Linked DNA regions of Mus musculus: region 2 is linked to region 1. The links are chromatin contacts, called in public HiChIP or PLAC-seq maps. All regions are on one chromosome and are shown on one strand. Each heading gives the region's core, a stretch centred on a gene start, on an enhancer-like site or on the middle of the called end of the contact. The rest is flanking DNA. Distances are from core to core; before and after follow the strand shown. Region 1 holds the start of A930005H10Rik (RIKEN cDNA A930005H10 gene). Region 2 overlaps Slc30a7 (solute carrier family 30 (zinc transporter), member 7).

Evidence for each region. HiChIP or PLAC-seq counts read pairs in DNA pulled down with a chosen protein or histone mark.
Region 2: a BATF HiChIP or PLAC-seq map of CD8 T cells shows a contact between it and region 1, with 6 read pairs. The contact joins the enhancer-like site here to the promoter of A930005H10Rik in region 1. A contact is called at or near these places in 1 of 39 promoter capture datasets (the 3T3-L1 cell line), 1 of 15 datasets of contacts at CTCF or cohesin (the NIH/3T3 cell line), 2 of 484 Hi-C or Micro-C datasets (both in muscle stem cells), 3 of 115 datasets of contacts at active chromatin or transcription factors (CD8 T cells, the SCID.adh cell line and thymic regulatory T cells) and 3 of 9 other capture datasets (adipose tissue, liver and pancreatic islet).

What each region holds. Positions count from the first base shown.
Region 1 is chr3:115,884,939-115,890,074 of GRCm38.p6, reverse strand. It overlaps A930005H10Rik (RIKEN cDNA A930005H10 gene), which reads left to right and starts at 1,945. Exons shown (of 2, transcript NR_015487.1): 1 at 1,945-2,311. Dph5 (diphthamide biosynthesis 5) reads right to left here and starts at 1,892. Exons shown (of 8, transcript NM_027193.2): 1 at 1,798-1,892; 2 at 1,478-1,635. The coding sequence starts at 1,612.
Region 2 is chr3:115,951,073-115,956,208 of GRCm38.p6, reverse strand. It overlaps Slc30a7 (solute carrier family 30 (zinc transporter), member 7), which reads left to right. Exons shown (of 11, transcript NM_023214.7): 10 at 2,008-2,157. Among named protein-coding and RNA genes, the nearest start is that of Mir669n, 26 kb to the left of the region's middle. Within about 2 kb of position 2,713, at least 29 of the 459 cell types and tissues checked have an H3K27ac peak or open chromatin away from gene starts, as enhancers often do. A contact at or near this core is called in CD8 T cells, where this site is marked.

The DNA of each region.
Region 1 (5,136 bases), core at 696-3,195:
TGGAGAAACTAGCATTTAGAAATTTGGAAATATATCTGCTAGCAGCTAAAATGTCTGAAAACTTTTGTGATGGACACTGTTCTAAGAGCCTAGAAGGCAAACACATCCTGACCTCAATTTATAAGAAATTAAATGTAAAGGAATTGTCCAGGGACATGTCACAAGGCAAAACAAGTTATGTCCCAATTTTGCTCTAAGCTATTGTCTAATATTCTTTTGTTTTTTGCTTTTTTGGGGGTGGGGGGTTGAGACAGGATTTCTCTGTGTAGCCCTGTCTGTCCTGGAACTTACTCTGTAGACCAGGCTGGCCTTGAACTCAGAAACCTGCCTGCCTCTGCCTCCCAAGTGCTGGGATTAAAGGTGTGTGCCACGACTGCCTGTCTTCCCTTTTTGTTTGTTTTTGGTTTTTGTTTTTGTTTTAGAGACAGGGTTTCTCTGTGTAGCCCTGGCTGTGTTTAATATTCTATTCGATTAACCTGCCAGTTATCTATTTTCTCAAATGGTTTTAGGTCCATTATAGTTTCTGATCACTGATCCAAGACATATTTCTATCATCTTGAAGTAAGTATAAACACCGACAAGTGTGGCCAGCAAGTCAAACTGACCATTAAACACTACTTTTTTTTTTTTTTTTCTAATTCATGACCAACTTAAGAAGAAGCCTATTTAGGATTCAAGATTTTTAACATAACCCTGAAACCTTCAAAATTCTGAGTTGTGAATCTGAGAGATATGACCGGAAGTTCTCTGGCCCACACTTTTATATGGAAGACTTGACAATTTAAAAAAACAAAACAAAACAAAAAAACCTTCCTCTCCTCCTCTAACAACACATCAGCATCTTATCTCAATATAGGGTTCACTTTAAGTTTGACAATCAAGCAGAAACTGACCCTTCTTGTTGTAACTATTATTTACATATTTACCCTGTTTAAGGTATATAATGCACTAATACATCCTCTGGTTACTTAGTCACTCTATATGTACATGTGGGAATGACAGCCTTCCTGGGAGAGTACATGTAAGGTCTCTTTGGCTATGTTGCAGACAAAAAAAAATGAGATCGCTGTTCCCTATGGAACTACTTCAAAGACGGAAGCTTTCAGATCGCTTGCTGAATGTATAAGCAACTCATTAAGCCTGTGTCAGCACCTCATTAGCACTCAACTCGGAAAGGATGTCTGGCTAGCTCATGAAATAACGGATTTGATAACTATCCCCAAGAGTGTAAAATAACTTTTTTTTTTTTATTTACTGGAGAAAGGCACAAAATTAGACTTGTAAAGTAGGACAAACTACCGTTTCATTTCCCAAGTCACTGAGTATGAAGTAGATCTTAATGGACAGGGTGTGTGTTTTACAGGGGCTTAAAAAAAAAAAAAAAAAGCAGACGCTTAGAGTCTGTGCAGTCTAGGGTAGGAGAATCGGACGCTAGCTAGATGTCTTCCCCAGAGGCCTGGGGACTTTAATCACGTACCAGGGCTTCCTTCCCTACAGTCAGGACTGAGGTGTAGGCTTCCAGATACACGCGACTGCATCGTCTCACAACTTCCAGGCCCTTGACTGTGATGTCCTTGGCATCTCCCAGGCCCAAGCCGATCAAGTAAAGCATTCCGAACTCCAGGGATGGGGAGACTGCAGAGCGAAGTGAACAACAGAAAAACGTCAGCTAACACCGGGGACCTAAAGTCTAGGGATGAACATAAAAACCAAGGTGGCACCCTGCGTGCGTCCGACACTCCTGCATACTCTTAGAAAATAATGGAATGACTGTTTTTAAAAGTGTGATCCGATTACCCGCTTAGAGACTCGGAGGTGATTCGCTGACGTCCCTCAAAGTCTCACTGCAGCCTTTTAATAATTGCAGTCCCCAAACCATGTGCCCATCAGAGACAGAGCTTCCGGGTCTCACCTAACGGCGCCGTAAAGCGCAGAGCCCTTCACAGCACTTTACGACTGGCAGGAGGCGGAGATGACAGACCGCTCCAGGAACGAGCTATAGAGCGATCGCATACCCCCCGCAAGGCCCTCCAGGACTCGCTGACTCCCGGGCAGAGGTCAAGGGTCAGGAATGGGTCCAGCTGTGCGCCTGGAAAGGACCCAGCGTGCCCACGCTCCCGGCAAGCCAGGACTCAAACATCCCCAAAGGGCGTCCGGGCTGATGACGATAGCTCCCAATCGCCCTCCAGACGCACACTGGCAGGAACAACCGGAGGGACTTCCCTGACCGACCCCGCGTTTGCTCAGCTTTGAATTCCCGCTCTGTAGATCTGTCGCAATTTAACCAGAAGTCACCCTGGTGAGGGGACAGGTTGGCTTGCCCTGCTGAGTGTGGTTGTTAAGTTCCCAGGGGGGGGGGGGGGGCTGTGACTCCTTCTAGGGGTTTGTCCCTGGGATCTGATACCAGAATGCCTCAAGGGAATCTGCCTTAGTCACCCTCGGTGGAGAGTGACCTTTTAAGAGTGCTCAAGGGATGACTAAATACGAATGTGATGACATATACGGATGAAAAATGCCATAATGAAGCCCATTACTTAGTATGCTAACCAAAGGATAATTTTAAAAAAGAAAGTAGTTCTATGGCGGGAAGCGCATAACAAAAAGGAAAGTGCTTTAAACCTCTCAGCGGTTGTTGCAGAGATTCTTAAAGATTGGTTACACGCAGCTCCAGTAAGCGAAAAGTTTACACTGCAGATGCTCTTCCTAAATTCACTGGTAACTTTATCCAAGTTGGGAAGACAGTTCATTGCTTCTCTTGGCACAATGTAATGGCCTTTCAGATTTTTCTTAAGTCTAGCCTTTTCCTCCAAGGGTGCACGAAGACCTGATTCTCCCTGTTCCCACTAAATTGATTTATTCTTTGCACCATATTAAAATACATACACCTCAAAATAGATCATGGTGTAAATGGAAAGACCTAAAATTATAACAGAAGAAAAAAAAAAAAGAAAAGAAAAGAAAATCTGACCTATCCAGGGAGAGATTTCTCAGGTATGCTATAAAAGGCATGTTGCAAAGAGAGAGGAAAAAAAGTCATACTTTAATAATAAAAACTCCCTTCAAAAGACTGAAGTCGTACACTGAGAGAAAATGTTTGCAAACCAGAAATTTGACAAAAGACTTGTCAACAGAGCAAACAAACCAAAGGAAGGCTATCAAGATGCTGGTAAAGGAACTTGTCACGCAAGTCTGACAACCTGAGTTTAATCCTGGAACCCAGTTAAAGGTGGAAGAAAAACAACTCCACAGAGGTCTCCCCTGACCACCACAGGCTGGCACACCCACACACACCCCCACACCCCCCCACACACAAACAAATTAATAATAAACTGAAGATGAATTCAAATCTAATGGATTCTTAAATGGAACAAGAAAACAACTCAATGTGGAAAAATGTACAAAAGATTTTGAGTGATAACAAATAAGATAGGCTAATAACAGATAAGCATTTTAAAACTTGTCTAGCCGGGCAGTGGAGGTGCACACCTTTAATCCCAGCACTCGGGAGGCAGATGCAGGCAGGTTTCTGAGTTTGAGGCCAGCCTGGTCTACAGAGTGAGTCTTGAACCCCGCCCCCGCCCAAAAAAAAATCTAGAGAAATGGTTTTCAAAGTTCTTTTTAGATTATTTTATGTGTGTGAATGTTTTCCCTGTCTGTATGTCTGTGTACCATATGTGTTCCTGTGCCCATGGAGGTCAGAAGACGGTACCAAAATCTCTGGAACTGGAGTTACAGATGTTTATAAGCCACCATGTGAGTGCTGGGAATCAAACCTGATAATCCGGAAACCTATCCAGTTCTATACATCCAGAGCTGGATTCATCACCTTCTTTACCTGCGTGGTATCTGACTCTGTATCGGGTAGGTTTGACATTCCCCCAACCCAGATATTAGTCACCCCCACACGTACTGCCAGGTCTTCTCTGTCAGAAACCATACTGACTATCACTGTGTTGGTTCAGATCCTAGCTCTATTACTCTGTTAGCTTCCCATCTTGTTCCCTTCAAATGTGTCTTCACAGAAACCAGGGAGGACTAGTAAAGATACACCCTAAAAATAGTATCCCCCTTCTAAAAAAAAAAAAAAAACTTTGGCAAAAGAAACCCCATGCTCTTAAATTTCCCATCTATGGGATGTTGAGTACCTGCCTCCCTGGTCCCCTTACATACCATGAGCGTTCTTTCAGTGGTATTGACCCACCTGTAGTTCTGTGCCCAAAGCATGCAGCCACATGCACCCTGCTGACACCTCAGCTCATCTGAACATTAAAGCCTGTCTCGTCATCAGCCTAGATTCCCACTACCGATCCTTTACACTCAGGAAGTCTCCCCAGAGGTCTCCAGCCTCTAAGCAAAGGAGTCTCCTCTACTAAAGTAATGTGTCTATAAAATAGCTGAGTCTCTTTAAAACTGCATACCTGTATAGGTCCCATGTCCAGCTGTCAATGGCCCACACAAAACAAACTCAAGGGTATATCTGTAAATGTGTGTCTTACATTGATTTGCTTGGGTGGTTTTTGTTGTTGTTGTTTTGTCTTCCTACTTTTTTGCTAGTGTACTAAGGTTTCTAGTTTTGTTTTTTTATGGTTTTTGTTTTTATGTTTATGTGTGTCCGTGTGGTTTCTGTGCTTTTTTCGCTTTTTAAAGAAATTTTGTTTTGCTTTTTTATTTGCTGTTTGTTTTCTAAAAAGATAAAGAAGGCGTAGAGTTGGATGGGGAGGTGAGGGATCTAGGAGGTGGGAGAGGGGAAACCACAGTAAGAATATATTGCATGAACTTTTAATGAAAAATAAAAATAAACAGATAAAATTGTCTTCCTGTATTTCTGCTTCATGAAAGTAATTTTCTGAAGTCATTGAGTGTGATTTCCTTGTGTCCGATTCTCTAGGCTTAGCACTGTGTGTACCTACAGTAAGTTTACAGTCAGGGTATATTTATAGATCATTATGCATTCATTAGTAGCCAAGCGATTTCTTTGAATTATATATCCTGTCTTCTGTGATGCCAGTGTGTGATATGTTCTAAATAAGTACTAGAAAGTCACTGACAAAACCTCAGACATTAGTATGTCTTGTTCACACCTCTTCAGGAAGCTGCTGGGGTTGAACGGCTTGTGATACATACCATGCACATTTT
Region 2 (5,136 bases), core at 1,464-3,963, 65 kb before region 1:
CTGGTGACTAAGCATTCACCTATATGGGCCTACACACCTATATATGAGCCTCTGAATGGGGGACCGTTCTCATTCAAACCGCTATATCAATGTAATTAAAAATATGTATTTTATTTATGTGTATGTGTGTGTCCGTGTATGTATGCCACCTGTGTGTGGGTACTGTTGAGCACAGAAGTGGGTCAGAGCCCCTGGAGCTAGACTCACAGGAAGTTGTGAGCTGCCTGATGTGGGTGCTGGGAACTCAGCTCCAGTTCTCTGAAGAGCTACAGTGTTCTTAACCGAGAACCATCTCTCCAGCCTTCCGGGTGTTTTCCGGATGTTTTTTGTTTGTTATGTTGTATTTGTTTTGTCTTTCTGGCATCCACTGTGAGTCAGATTCTCTTGCACAGTACTGGAGACATGGTGGTGCTCACAGCCTGGCTAGGACAAAGTCAGTGTTAGGTCCTGTTGATGGTGAGGGAGTGTCAGGGATGCCATAAGAGAGGAAATGAGAGCAAGGTCGATATGGACGGCTGTCAGACTCAGCAAGGGAGCCATAGCCAAGGAAACCGAAACCCCGAGGACACAAGTGTCCAGCCATGTACAAATCCTCAAATCCCCGAGAAGAATGTTACAGGCAAAAAGAAAACCGCTAATGTGAGGCAGCTATGGTTGGAACTAATTTTGTGTATCTGGAGAGCAGCAAAACAGGTTGTGTGGCTGCAGCATGATAAATAAAGGGAAAGTGATTGGAAGGTTGGAGAGGAGGCAGGGGCCAGATGTTCGGAGGGCTTGGTCATCCGAAGAGGCTCAGACTCTATCACTCCCACTCAGTGGGAAGCCCTGGAACACAGTGACTCCTGTGCTTTAACGTGACTGTCCTATGTAACGTGACTGTCCTATGTAACGTGACTGTCCTATGTGGAGAACATGTTTTGGGAAAAGCTGCCTGAGACAACTGTCATTGGCAGCAAGACGGAGGCAAAAGACATTTGGGGTGTAGTTTTGGAGGTGGGTTGCATTAGTAAAGGGGAAGGGTGTTGTCTCACAGGTTGGATATAGAATACTCAGCTGTTGAGGCTGAGGCTAGGGAGGAAAGGGTGAGAATAGGAAGTTACTCCAAAGTGAGATTCTGTTTGTAATGTATTAAAATTGAAACACCAAACAGGCATTTAGGGAGAAGGCCAGCTAAGTCACACATTTGGAATGGTGGACACTGATGAGAACTGAAGGATTTCAAGTCAGGCCAAGGAAGTAGCTCAGGGGTAGAGTGCTAGCCAGCATGTGCAGGCCCCGGGTTGGGATCTCAGGGCGGGGTGTGTGTGTGTGTGTGTGTGTGTGTGCGCGTACTGAGGATGGAAGAGCGTCTGCAGCATTGAGATGGCTGTGGTGAGGACAGTGGCAGAGGACATGTCTGTTCTTTTCAGCTCTGTGTTCACCTCCAGACCCAGAGCACAGGGCAAAGAGCCAGAAACAGAGTTTGTGGAGCTGAAAAATAACTATTTCTTCCATTTACAAAATCCATTTTGGGTTTGTATTCAAAATTGTGTCTTTATGATAGATAGATAGATAGATAGATAGATAGATAGATAGATAGATAGATAGATAGATAGACAGACAGGTAGATAGACAGATAGACAGACAGACAGACAGATCAAACGTCCCTCTAGCCTCTTAATCTTTTCTCCAGGAGCCTTTTCTGTATAACGAGTTCTCTCATTCCCAAGCATGTGTTGATTTCCGTCCTTTACCTCCGCTCACTTCTGTGGCCTGGTTTATCCTCTTTTCTAGCTCCATTGCTTGCCTGCACTGCTCTGACTGATGTGTTAAAATTAGAACTTCCGATAAGTGTTCATTCATTCTCTGACCCTAACCTGTCTCAGGGTCACCTGGAACACACTGAGTACTCCATAGGCATTTGTCCTTCTAAGTAGGTGGTCGAGTCCACCTTTCTGTCTCCCGTCATAATCGTATTTGGGTGGGAGGCGGCTTGTTCTCCATGCTGACGTCTGCCTGGTGTTTCAGGTGCAACAGTTACAAGGAGTTTACAACTTGCAAGAACAGCACTTCTGGACACTCTGTTCTGATGTTTACGTGGGAACCTTGAAGCTCGTGGTAGCCCCTGATGCTGACGCCAGGTGGATCTTAAGCCAAACGCATAATATTTTTACTCAGGTATGACTTGTTAGAAATCTCTTTTAGGAAACGTATATTTCCTTGTATCTTGCTAGCTTTAAAAATCCTATAACTAACATATCAAATATAGAAGCTACTAAAGTAAAGGAGGAAATGCTCTCAGTCAGAGTCAAGCTTAGACTTGATCTAGGGCCTTCTATTTTAGTTAGTATTGTTGGCTGGAGTCTAAACATTCCTCTAAGCAGAGTTACTTTTCTGTTACGAATGTCACTACGTACATATTTCTCTTTCTCTGCCTTCACATCTTCAGACATGAATAGAATACGCACTCTAGTTAAGTTCAAGGCATTACATAAATGAGAGATTCTGCCTCCTGATGAGAGACACACATGCTTAGGTTGCTTATGAATGAATTACTGACAGATATAATGTTAATTAGGTTTTACATAATCCTAATCTTTGATGCAGTTAATACTGTGCGCTGATTCTACTTGTCTGGAATTTTAGCAGCTTTCTGAGAAGACACAGTATATAAATGTGACTCATCTATATAAATGTGTATCACCGTGGCTTTCATAATGAAACCTTGGAGGCCCAGGCAGTATGTCTAAATTCTTCTCATACGGACTCCATGTTTCAGGGCCAAGGAGAACAATGTGGCAGTAACCTGCAGGCTGCCTTCTCCAGACTACCACCCTCCCTCATCCTGTGGCTTCTAGTGCTGCTGCTGCCCTCGAAGTGGGGCTTCTGTGGGTCTCCTGTGGGCCTCCTGGGACTTCTGTGGGTCTCCTGGGCTTTCTGTATGCCTCCTGTGGGTCTTCTGGGCCTCCTGTGGGCCTCCTATGAGCCTCCTGTGGGCCTCCTCTGGGCCTCCTGGGACTCCTGAGCACCCTGATGCTAATGGCTTTGCCACTCAGGCAGTGTTCCCAGTGAAAAGGAATGTGCTTCCTACTCTGTGACCTGTGCTAGCAGCCACTGTCTGTCCGGGCTGCTTGGACTGTAATCTCGGACCACAGGGAGGCCTCCTGAGGCACAAACCTGGATTTTAGAAACAGGAAATATTAAAGTTCCTTCAGCTGCCTCGTCTGTTTCAGAAACTGTATTTGGGCATTGAATATTTTCAGCCTTTTTTATCAGCTAAGGTCCTGACTAGTTGATTCCATTCCCTGTAGCTACCAGAGAGTCCTTTGAGGCTAGCTGTGAGAATACTCAAACGCATTCCCCACCACACACAGGAGAGCAAGGGGGCAGGGTCACATCTCTAAAATAACTTTTATTCCTATGCCTAATGATTTTAATCTATTTTAGTTCTCACATACTAGAATAGGACAGTTAAATAATTTATTTCTTTTTCTGCAATGTTCTTGTTGCATGAGTAAATATCAGGGGTTTCTGTAACAAATTTCATTTCATGAAATGTAAATTGTTAAATTACTTCGTATTTTAAGTTACATCTTACTCATAACTCTCATTTGTCAAATTGAAACCTCTCACTTACTGTTTTTTGTTTTGTTTTGGAGGGGAAAATAATCGTGACCCTCAGGTCAGTGAAATGTCTCAGCAGGTAAAGTGCCTTGCTGCCTGGCCTGGGGACCTGACCTCAGGGACAGGAAGAGAGAATTGACTCCTGACCTCCCCAAGCAACCACACAAAATGAACAGATACAGAAGTAACTAGATCAGATTTTTAAATACACCGATGCTTTCTCGTATTGAAAGTTTCTGGTCTTGGTTCTAAAGCAGGAGAACTTGCTGCTGAGTCTCTCCTGCATTTGTTGAACTTTGCTTGTCTCCCTTACAGCTGACCCTAAGAGTGGAAGAGATGGGCTTTGAATTGAAAGAAATGGAAATCAGAAAGTTGTACGGTTCTATTATTTAGTACTCGGATGCTAAGTCTGTGGTGACTTTAGAACTCTGGGGCATCATCATCCTCGGTAATTCCATTTTCCAGGTCACTCATTTCTTTCAAGGAGCTAAAGAAATGGGCTTGTGTACAGGCGTGTAGTGTAGGGAAAGGAGCTGCCGCAGTCGCTCCGGTGCTCAGGCTCCGGGGTTACCAGCTAGGTGTAGCCTAGTGCTCAGGCCCTAGGTTTCCCTGTGTGTCAGTCAGAGTCTTCCTCATTCTACACCTAATAGTTTTCGAAATTACCAGTTGATACCTGGAGGGATGGAAAGTTTGCTTTTTGTGTTTACTTAGAAACAGAACAGAAAGTAAGGCTCGGGATTAGAAAGCAATTTGGTGGTCCAAAGTTTTTGTTTTAAACTGGCCATGATCACTTGTTAATCTTTTCACGGTATACTTCACAGTTATAATTACAACCTTGAATTTTAAAATTACAACCTTGAATTTTTAAATATGCTCTGTTTCGTTAGAAGTGATGTTTGAAGAAAAAAGTCTTAAATATATTCAGAGATCTAGAATATGCCTGGGGTTCATTATGCTACTTGGTTACCCAGAGCACAGAAGACAGCCAGACCTCCTCCACACTCTCTCCTGGCGGAGCCCTCCTTCATTTCCCTGTCCCTGCTCTCTCTCCCCATGGTGCCTGCTAAGTCCTAAGCCCCCAGCATCCTGAGCCCCTGGCTTCCTGCTTCTGCCTTTTGTGCTCTGTTCTCTGACCTCAAAATAGAAGTGAGCAGTTATATCCAGGAAGGAATTAAAAAGCCTCCTCCCAAACACAAGTCAGAGTCTCTAAGTTACAGAAGCCTCCGCCTCCTCCAGCCTCCTGTGTTCAGAAGCCTCCCTCTGACTGACCAGTGGCTCATTCAGGCCTGTGTTGTCTGCTTGAAGGATACACACAGAAGAAAGGGTCATCTCCCCTTCTCTGACTTCGTTTCTGGTTTTCTACCCTTGCCAACTTGTTTTTAACCTTTTTGTAATGGGCTTTAGTGTTCACTGAGTATTGATGTTGCTTGCCTGCTCGGCAGACACTTTCTTGGCCATCTTTCTCTTATTTTACTTTGTCGTATGTACCTAACGTTCAGGAGGCTGATTGACAGCCCTGGGTCTTCTGCACCC